Linked DNA regions of Gossypium arboreum: region 2 is linked to region 1. Evidence: chromatin contacts called from public Hi-C data. All regions are on one chromosome and are shown on one strand. Each heading gives the region's core, a stretch centred on a gene start, on an enhancer-like site or on the middle of the called end of the contact. The rest is flanking DNA. Distances are from core to core; before and after follow the strand shown. Region 1 holds the start of LOC108483672 (indole-3-acetic acid-amido synthetase GH3.6). Region 2 holds the start of LOC108481890.

Region 1 (5,642 bases), core at 815-3,314:
TAATATTTCTTATAATTAACTTTTGTTCACATGAAAATTGCAATAGAACAGTAAAATAATTAGAAACCAAATTACTTTAGCCTTGTTTATTAGTTCATTGAAAGTAGGTTTAATGTTTTAAACTTGTTTGATAACATATATATATATATATAAAAAAATCATTAGTTAGAATTTTTCAATGAAAACTCATTGAAAAAGATAAGTAAATAAGGGTCATTTATCATTTAAGAAGACTATATTCAATGAATTTATACTTTATTTTTTTATCATTATTGTTAAAAGTCTGTTTTATAATATTTCTATATTTAACACATTAACTTTTACCATATATATTTTATTTTCAAAACAAAATTAATGGTAAAATATTTTCAAAATCTAACCAACAATTTATTTATATTCAACATTTAATTTTATATAATTCAAGTACAATACTTGTTAAATTCAACATTAAAATCCATAATTTCATTTTTTTATTTATCAAATACCAACTTAGTCTCCATTTTTATATATGCTTTTTGTTTATAAAATTAAAATATTTCATTATTGATTAAATGATTAGTTTTTTTTCTATTATAAACAAGTCAATAATCTATTTTTAAATTTTAATTGACATAAAGTCGAGATTCAAACCTTTATAAGCCCTTACCCAGTAAAAGTGCTAAGAAGATCTATATATTAAGAGTCATATTGTAATTTGTCCCTTCTATTTGAAAAATAAGTAAATTAGTCCATATACATTAGATCAATGACAAACTGGTCATTCTATTAAATATTTCATTCATTTCTATTGTTAAAAAATTATCCTTATATGTCAGATAAGATACACCTAACATATCATATGTTACCATAAGTTATTTCATCAATTATATCAATTTTAATAGAAAAAACCGATTTATTTTTTATCTAATATATAAATATACACCTTTTAATAAAAAATATAATTTAATTTTTATACAAAATCTCCATTAAAAATATATTTTATTAATAAAATAGAGGTATAGTAATACAAAGTCAAAGTCGTAATAGAAATTTGTATAGTAAAAGTTGGGGGCATGACTACTCCTTCTATAAAGTAAGTAATATTATAACAACATATGTAAGAAGCCGAGCTTTTGCAGCCGATTAGGTTCCTAGTAAAAATAAAGTACGTGAAGGAACTGAACTCCCATTCGTACACGTGTCAAATTATAAAATTTGACAGCCAGCTGGCTAGCCGGTCCCACTTAAATCCTTTAAACAAGAAAATAATAAGGAAAACGCGCCCCTCCCAATTATTTACCGTACGCATCTAACACACACACATAATTTGTTTCTCTTCTCTTCTCCATTTTCTTTTCTATTTATCTTTTCAAGAGATATTGACATATTGTCTCGCGAGAACTTCAGAGTAAACGCCGTTTTTTTCATCTGTTACTGGGAAATGCAATTTACAATTACTTGAAACCTAATTTAAAGGAAATTGGCTGCCGGTATTTTTTGAGACACCCGCGGTACAAGCGCGTTTGTACCGGTGATTTTACTGCGGGATTACCGGGAATTGCCTGTCAACCTTTTCTACCCGGTTGAACTGGTTTTTTTCTCCATATCTATATCAAATTACGCTTTATCAATTGTATTTAAGCATATACATTGTACTTTGGAAAAAAAAATCAGTAAATTAATTATGTGTTTTAAGTGAAAATTTCGTGATATTTAATCAAATAAATTGGTTTTTTTTATATATTAAATTGTGAATAGCAATTTTAAATAAAAAGAATTAATATTTTTCTTTTTAAAAATGATAAAATGGGATAATTGGGTACTTGGGATTTTAGAGTGAAGGGAACTGATCAAAGTTAAGGATAGAACTTGAATTGGGTATTTTGGCATGTTTTACTTTGATAGGAAAAAAATATGAAGCATATCGGAATATTCAAATTTCTTTATCTTAAGGCATGCAAAAAACAAAAACAAAAATAAAAATAATTGATAAATAAGAAAAGAGAAATTGACGTATATACCCTTAATTGTACCATTATTTTTTAAAGCTCAAGCAAACTTCAATGCTCCATCTATTTATACCCAACTCCTTCCTTCTTTTTCCCTCACACCTAAACCCAAACCAAAATAATAGACATCCATTTCATCTATCAAACACCCTCCCCTCTCTCTCTCTCTCTCTCTCTCTTTCTTGGCTCTTAAAAAAAAGGCCTTTCTTCCCATTCAAAAAGTGCAAACAACAAATATCAGAATCATGCCTGAAGCACCTAAGAACACACTTAAACCTACTGCAGATTACAACCTGGAACTGAAGAACAAGAAAACCCTTCAGTTCATTGAGGATGTGACTTCAAACGCTGATGAAGTTCAAAAGAAAGTCCTTGAAGAGATCCTTTCACGCAATGCTCATGTTGAGTACCTGCAAACACGTGGCCTTAATGGTCACACTGATAGAGAGACTTTCAAAAAAACCATGCCTGTCATCACCTATGAGGATATCCAACCCCATATTGACCGTATTGCCAATGGTGATACCTCTCCCATACTTTCTTCCAACGCCATTTCTGAGTTCTTGACAAGGTCAGCAAACTAAACAACCCTTTTTCCTTTTTATGCATATGTTTTTTTTTAAAAGGTTTTTCCTGTTTTCGTTTCCTCTCCTCCTAGGCAGGCCATTTCAAACTTGACCTGTTTTACAAGCACATCAGTGATAGCCTGCCTTGTAGATTTCATGTTTATTTTGGTTTTGGCTAAACGGATGGTCTTGGTTTCTTCTTTGCAGCTCTGGGACATCAGGCGGGGAGAGAAAGATGATGCCAACAATTGAAGAGGAGTTAGGAAGGAGGTCACTGCTCTATAGCTTATTGATGCCTGTTATGAGCCAATTTGTCCCTGGTCTAGACAAAGGCAAAGGAATGTACTTTTTGTTTATAAAATCCGAGGCTAAGACACCTGGTGGCCTTGTGGCACGCCCTGTTCTCACTAGCTATTACAAAAGCACCCATTTCAAGGATAGGCCATATGACCCTTACACCAACTACACTAGCCCAAATGAAACCATCCTTTGTCCCGATTCTTACCAAAGCATGTACTCTCAAATGCTTTGTGGACTTTGGCAACACAAAGAGGTCCTCAGGGTGGGCGCTGTTTTTGCCTCTGGCTTCATCAGGGCCATCAAGTTCCTTGAAAAACATTGGCGTCTCCTTTGCAATGATATAAGAACAGGAACCATTGATTCCCAAATCACTGACCAATCTGTGAGAGAGGCTGTTATGAAAATCCTGAAACCTGATCCTAAACTTGCTGATTTCATTGAGGCCGAGTGCAGCAAAGATTCATGGCAAGGGATCATCACAAGGTTATGGCCTAATACAAAATATGTGGATGTGATTGTGACTGGGACCATGTCACAGTACATTCCCACTCTTGATTACTACAGCAATGGCCTCCCTCTCGTCTGCACCATGTATGCATCCAGTGAATGCTATTTTGGTGTCAACCTCAACCCTCTTTGCAAGCCAAGTGAAGTTTCCTACACTCTCGTTCCCACAATGGCCTACTTTGAATTCTTGCCGGTTCAAAGGAACAATGGCGTCACTAGTTCTATTTCTGTGCCCAAAACTCTCAATGAGAAAGAACAACAAGAATTGGTTGACCTTGTTGATGTTAAACTTGGCCAAGAGTATGAGCTTGTTGTCACCACTTATTCAGGTACATCAAAATAACATTTTTAAGAATTATTGTATAGTTTTAGAGACATCATGTTTATACTTTAAGAACTGTAGTATAACTTGTCTATATCTGACAGTTGAAAATAATGCTTTTGCAGGACTTTATCGTTATAGAGTTGGTGATGTGCTAAGGGTAGCAGGGTTTAAAAACAACGCACCGCAATTCAATTTCATATGCAGGAAAAATGTAGTTTTGTGCATCGATTCAGATAAGACTGATGAGGTTGAACTTCAAAATGCTGTGAAGAATGCAGTGAACCATTTGCTGCCATTCGGTGCAACATTGGCTGAGTACACTAGTTATGCAGATACCACCACAATTCCAGGCCACTATGTGTTGTACTGGGAACTTAGTCTCAATGGTAACACCCCAATTCCTCCTTCAGTTTTTGAGGACTGTTGCTTAACCATTGAAGAGTCCCTCAACAGTGTATACCGCCAAGGGCGTGTATGTGACAAATCCATTGGACCTCTTGAGATCAAGGTTGTTGAACCCGGGACATTTGACAAGCTGATGGATTATGCCATTAGCTTAGGTGCATCAATTAACCAGTACAAGACTCCAAGATGTGTGAAATTTGCACCCATTGTTGAGCTGTTGAACTCAAGGGCTGTGTCTAGTTACTTCAGTCCAAAATGCCCCAAATGGTTTCCTGGCCACAAGCAATGGAGCAACAATAATTAAGGGAAATGAAGGGAGAGATGCTCTTAATTGGTAGCTTTTCATGGAAGTTCACAACCACTGTGGGTGTGATCATCTTTGGGAAAAGTTAAATGAAGGCATTGTAGGTTAACCCCTCATGATTTTATGTTTATTTTCGCTTTGAACGTTTCTTGTAACTGTTGTTTGATATGCATAGGGACTTTTGATTTAGCCATGTACAAAAACAGTTCATGTTTCAAGGAAAGCTCTTCCCCCCCCTCCCCCCGCCAAAAAAAATAGTGAATTTCTCTTTGTTGTTTAGCTGTTTAATCTCTCCATAATCATCACATTTCATGGGAATTTGGTTCATAATTCCAGCCAGGAATCCTGCCCACTGAACTCTCATGGGCCATTTACTGAGACGGCAAACAAGAAAGACAAGTACCATAAACACCCATCATTTTCCATAATTTTCAAGAAAAAGCATAACAACTTTTTTCCACTGTGTTTATCCATTAACACTTGGTAAATTATAAACAACTTAATCTACTTTTTTTTTTTAATACATGTTCAAACTTCAAATGACCAATAAAACTACATACTGAAAAGGTCAAAGCTAATCTCCTGGAATCTAATATCTACGGGGAAAAAAAAAGTAGAGTAGCTTAATTATAAATGAAAAAAACAATGATACCCTTTTCCAGTACAGTAAAGCGAATCAAATCTCTGTCAAAAGATAATAGCCAGCTTTGGATGAAAGAGCTTATTACTATTAGCATCTGTTTACATGCACTAAACAACACTATTGCTCAAAATCCTTCATTTTCAAGAATAGAAGGGTTTTTGTATCAACCTCCAACTCCCTCCTCCCACACCTCCATTTTCAGTTTATTTATTTAAAGAAAAATAGGCATGATCTTTTCGTATGAAGCCAAAGCTTTAAAGGTACATGCACATTTCAAAGAGGAAAATGACAAAAAAAATCAATAAAACAATGTCAATGTAAGCCACATGTGTGAGAGTGCTGCGCTTGGCCCTTACAATTCTGTTTCAGGTCATAAAATTGGGCAGGAATTCATACAAAATGGTCAAGGAAAAACACAAAAGGCAACAACAACAACAACAACTGCTGATGAGACACCAACTTTTGTTTTAAAGTGGCAGGGATAGATAAGGTAGAATCAGAGGCTGTTCCCTTTGTTAGTACCATTGTCTGTGAAAACAAACAAAAGCAGTTTTGTTTTTCCAGAGAACAATTTCAGGATCCAGACAGGCAATTATAGCAGAGT
Region 2 (5,642 bases), core at 993-3,492, 270 kb before region 1:
CCCCCCTTTATTTGGTCGGTTTCTATTATAATTTCTCTTTTTCTCTTTGCTTTCTTTGAGGTTATAAATATTTTGGAGAATACTTAGCTTTCACCTAAAATCCTTTTTTTCTTTTTAAAAAACACACACACACCATAACAACATTCAATTGCTTACATTTCTTTTTCCATATATAATTCATTATTGCCAATATTATTGTTTCATCACAAATTAATTATTAAACTTTAGATAGATATACACCTATTCAAAATTCGAGTTATCTTTCCTTTCAAAATTATACATTTAAACTTGAAAGTCCATCCGAATAATGGAAAAAAAATTTAAGTATACTTATGATATAATATGAACTTAGACTTAAATATTCATAACTCGTGCTTGATTTGATCAATTTTAAGATTATTAAAATTTTATATATTTTATATTCCATATTATATAAAAATTAAATATATAGTATTGTAATGTAAATATTAAAAATATTATTTTTTAATGTTTAGAAAATTAATAAAAGAAATATATATAATGTTATTAAAACATATATAATTAAACGTCATTATATATTTTTTTAAATATTGATGCATCTAAACTGATTTTAGTTAGTTTTTTCTATAAATATTAATAAATTTAAATAAAATTTAAAACTAATATTTCGAGTCAGTCATATTAATAAAATGCATGAGTCAGACTTTAGCCCCACCTGAAACCGCTTCTTATTTTTAACATGTAATTGGAATGAGCATTTGATTGAATAATTAGGACTTGTCTCTTCTAAACCACTATTGATAACCCTTTTTCCCATTGGAAGACAAAATATGATATATCTTATCAAAACTCCTATGAAGTACCATAATTTGGCTGTCAGTTGCTGCAAAAAATTGTTAAGAAGAATATACAGTCCTAGAAGGTTTGAGTGTGTGGGGGTTAGGGCACATGGTTGAATTTCTAGGCCAAAGACTTGACAGCATGACCTCATTTTTGCATCAATAATAGCAATAGTTATAAAGTTTTATTCTTTATTCTTTATTCTTTATATACATAAAAGAAAAGGGTTAGTATATAATTAGTCTGAAAATAAAATTTTGATTAAAGTTGTTTATGATTTTGAAGAGTAGGACCCTGGGGGGAGCCTGGAAAAGTAAGGTCCAATTTATTTAATTTTTTTAAAATATATTTTTGAAGGGGTTGATGATGGAAATATGAAGAGGAAGGATTGGTCGGACCTACTTCCTGCATCCCTTTATTCTCTTATAGTCATTATTGCTGTTCAGGGCCCATCACCAGTTTTTCTGTTCAGATCCATATTTTATTACAATAGTACAACCTATATATATTTAAAAAAAAAAAAAAAAAAAAAGAGTGTCGTAACAACATCACCCCAATTTTGAAATTTCAAAATACCCTTTATATCTTATTATGATTTGTAACAAGTATTTTTATTAAAAAAAGTATATTTAGTAAAGGAAAAACCTTAAAGAGGGGAGTATCTTTGGTTTTCTCCACTTCACTAGCACATTAATATATATTACTCAATTTTAATTTATATAAAAAATTTAACCAATATTAAATAATAGGCTGCAAGTTTTATATAATATCCAAAAATAAAATATTTATATTTCTTCTAGTAACACATATAACAAGTTTTATATAATGTTTGGTATAATTTTTAGATTTTACAATCGTGGTTAAGAGGGTAAAAAGTGTCATATAGAAGTATTACAAAATATTAAAAAAAAGAGACATGATAATTTTAAGACTACTTGTAGAATAAAAAAGTATACTCCAAGTGTATCAAATATTAATCCTTACAATAACTAGACATAAAATAAACAATAGTTAATACAATTTTAGATTTGAAATTAGAAAATGAATAAAACCTCTTCAAAATAGGAAAAATATTTTCTTTCTCTTTGTTAAAAATAAGTTATGCGATTAACTAAATATTACCAAATATATTAATTTATCACATTTACATTCAAATATAAAAAAATAAAGAAGCCCATTTATGAATGTTATAAAGCATCTTTCATTGGGGCATTGGCTTATAATGGTTAAATAAAAACCCCATTTGTCAAAGCCATGGGCATGGTTCACCACCCTTAGGTCCATTTTAGGCCCCAAGAATGGTTGTATTTATGAATTTTGTAGGCACTTGGGTCCATATTTTTAAGATCATGGGCCTTAGTGGTTAAATAATAGCCCCATTTTTCCAGTACAATGGGCTTTGATTAATGGCATACAAATTATATGGCCATTTTGCAACACCCAATTTGCCCTTTCGGAGAAAAAAACTGAAAAAGGCGGCCGAAAAAGAAAAATAGCTTTTCAGTTCAGCCATGGATCTTCTTTTCAAAGCCTACTCCAACACTTCAGACGATGAACCCGAACCCGAACCCGACCCTGAACCCAAACCTGTAAACCATCACCACCTCCCTTTCCGCCCTTCCAAACGGCCCAAACCCGAATACCTATTTCCCACATTGGATCTTCAAAAGAGAGAAGAAGCTCCGCTTCCCGGCAGGTACATATCGAAAAGGGAACGAGCACTTGCTGGTGCGGTTTCCCAGGCTCATGAACCGAACCCGATTCACCGGGATCATCATGTCATCAATCAATCAGGTACTTGTTGCTTTTGCCTTTTTCTTTTATTTCCCCAATTTTAGCGGCTTTTTTTTTTTTTTTGGTTTAAAGTTGCAGTTTTTGATTATTATTTTGTTGAAAACCAAGTGAAAAGAGGAAATGGGTAGTCTTGTCATTGATGAAATAATCAATGTTTAAAATTAGAAACTTAATTTAATTTGTGTTTTCAATTGAGTAGAGAAATTTTGGATTGAATTGGTGACTCGGTAGGAAGAAAATGTTCATGTAAATTTTTTTTTGTTGTTGTTGTTGATACTACCTTTTGGCAAGGAGGCGGCTGGAGCCGAGACTCAATTGCCTTGCACTCTATTTGAGTATTTAATATTCCTTGTATAGTTCAATGATCTTATCTCATTCAAAGATTAGTGCCATTTTTTTTACTGTTGCCTATTTCACTGAGCCCATTTTCTTTCCTCTACATTGTGTATTGAAGTCTTTTGTTCAGATTCTGCTAGTTGTGGATTTAGTCATTTTTATAGTATTTTTTCTGGCATAATCGGTAACAATTAAATTCGTTAGGTCAAATTCTACATGCGTTAGTTGTGATTTAGTTTTTGTGCTTTGAGTCAATCATTTCTAGAAACCATTTTTTTGGGATTTTGAAATTTTAAGTCATGTCTCAGGCTACTTGTAGTCGTTAAATTCATTGACTAAAATGAGGTGGCATTTTTGTGACTATTATATGGAAATAGTAAGTTGACATTGAATTTCCGTGTGATAATTGTTTATTGCATAAAATTTCGGAAACAACAAAATTTAACATAGTGACTAAAGTTGAAATTTCAAAATTTGAAAAGTACAAGGGCTACAGTTTCAAAATTCGAAAAGTACAAGGACTAAAAATGATTAAATTAGAGTATAGTGACTAAATTTGCAGTTTAGTACACGGGACTAATGGCAAAATTTGACTAACTCTTTTTTTTGGCATTAATATGATAATATCTTACTCATGTATTCTACAGCTTGTTTTAGAATTGCTTGTGTTTCCTTTGTGTACACAATTATTGGGTTGGAACTTCAAACAGGGTCAGGGAAGCAAAAAGCAAATGGATATGAGCCCTCAAATGATAGAAAGAAAATTTTAACATGGTTTGTTCTGATGATGTGCTCCTGTCTGATAGTTATACCAGTCAAATCTGTATCCTTCAGTGTTTTTCGCGTCTAATCAAAGGGCCAGATCGAATAAATGTATAAGCCCGATTGTTGACAGAATCTGTCCAAATATTTGACAAGCTTATTGTTAAAAATTGGATGTTTCCTCTATTTGTAGAACGAAGTCTCACCCGTTCATAAAAGTATTCACCATAACAAATGTATTCGTGAATCTTGTTTGTTCCTTATTATTTATGATACTTTTATTGAGTAGTGTTAATAACAATAAGGTTTATGCTACGTCGTTGTACTCATAAGCTGTTCACTTGTGTCAAGATTAACTTTTACTATAATCATAAGAACTTGTGTCATTTTTCCTGCTGATACAGTAATCTCTTGTTCTCAGTTCTTGGAAGCATTTCAGAACTGGATCTACCACATGATGTTCTTTCATTGATGCGGCATAAACCAAAGGGCCGTACACAGCTAAGTCAAATTCCTGGAAAGCTTTCTGTAGCTCTGCATGGGCATGCAAAAGCTGTTAATGCTGTTCATTGGTCACCGACTCATGGTGTGCTATTGTTTTTCTAAAACCATCGACTTTTTACCTTTGTTGTTTTAGTGCATTATATTTATTGGTCCGGTCTTCTGAGTGCCATTTTAACTGTTTATGATCTAGTTTACAGTTCATCTACTTGCTTCTGCGGGGATGGATCAAACAATCTGCATATGGAATGTATGGAGCAGAGGTCAGAAAAAAGCTCGTGTGTTTAGCTTTCATAATGCAGCTGTGAAAGATGTTAAATGGTCACAGCAGGGACCATTTGTACTTTCTTGTGGATATGACTGTTCATCAAGGTTGATTGATGTTGAAAAGGGTCTTGAATCTCTGATTTTTAGAGATGATCAAGTTGTTGGAGTTATAAAATTCCATCCAGATGACTCAAACCTATTCCTTTCTGGGGGGTCGAAGGGCAGACTCAGATTGTGGGATGTTAGAACTGGCAAGGTGGTCCATGAATACATTCGAGGTCTGGGTCCAATTCTTGATGTTGAATTCTCCACTGATGGGAAGCAATTTGTATCTTCCAGTGATGTTTCCGGGAGTAACATCAGTGAAAATTCCATTATTGTCTGGGACATCTCTAGACAGGTTCCACTGTCTAATGAGGTTAGAGACATATTTCTACATCATTTAGTCTCCATCGCTGAGATTTTTATGGTAGAGCTATTTCCACCTCATATTGCCTCCTCTTTTTCTTTTGTTCTGTCATAAAGTTAGTTTATGGCTATCTTCCAACCTAAATATATTACCTTTTGCTATACTTCTTCCTGAGCATGGCCTCCTATCACGGTGATAAAGAAAATTACAAATTAAAATGACTAGATAGTTGAATAGATTACTTGCAAGGAATTGAAACACAAAATTTCCGTATTAAACCTTTGTTTCTTCTCACAATTGATTTTTATTTTTTGTGTCGAATTAAAACTGTATGTAGCAAGTGTTGAGTCATGACATAAGTCTCTACCATTATGTAATTGTAAAATAATAATGTTTTTGAACCTTAATAAGCTGTAAGTGCAAAATTGTTTACAATCTTTTGACGTATTACTAGAACAAGCGAGGATAAATCTTCACTGTTACTGTGTGGTCAAGTAATTGAATCATATTTTTAGGAATTATTGTTTGAATCTATATTTGTATTACATAATTCCTTTAACCCATTCCCTTGCTTTCATGCCTCAAATTGCATTGTTTCTGTTATTGATCAATGCTTCGAGGAGAACAGTAAAAGTTATTGCTGACTCAGTCAAGGTGGGCTAGCTAATAGCCATTGTATCTGCTATGCTTTGCTGTAACCTATATACCCCTTGTAGGTTAGCTTCATAGGTCATAATGCTTTGATTTGAACATT

What was found. A called contact is a pair of places that touch in the nucleus more often than the background predicts.
Region 2: a contact with region 1 is called in a Hi-C map of leaf, with 4 times the contacts expected there. The contact joins the promoter of LOC108481890 here to the promoter of LOC108483672 in region 1. A contact is called at or near these places in 2 of 5 Hi-C or Micro-C datasets (both in leaf).

The regions. Positions count from the first base shown.
Region 1 is chr1:112,354,054-112,359,695 of ASM2569848v2, reverse strand. LOC108483672 (indole-3-acetic acid-amido synthetase GH3.6) reads left to right here and starts at 2,064. Exons shown (of 3, transcript XM_017787199.2): 1 at 2,064-2,559; 2 at 2,762-3,690; 3 at 3,809-4,713. The coding sequence starts at 2,234. The coding sequence ends at 4,395.
Region 2 is chr1:112,625,901-112,631,542 of ASM2569848v2, reverse strand. LOC108481890 reads left to right here and starts at 2,242. Exons shown (of 4, transcript XM_053030477.1): 1 at 2,242-2,613; 2 at 4,133-4,297; 3 at 4,413-4,897. The coding sequence starts at 2,331.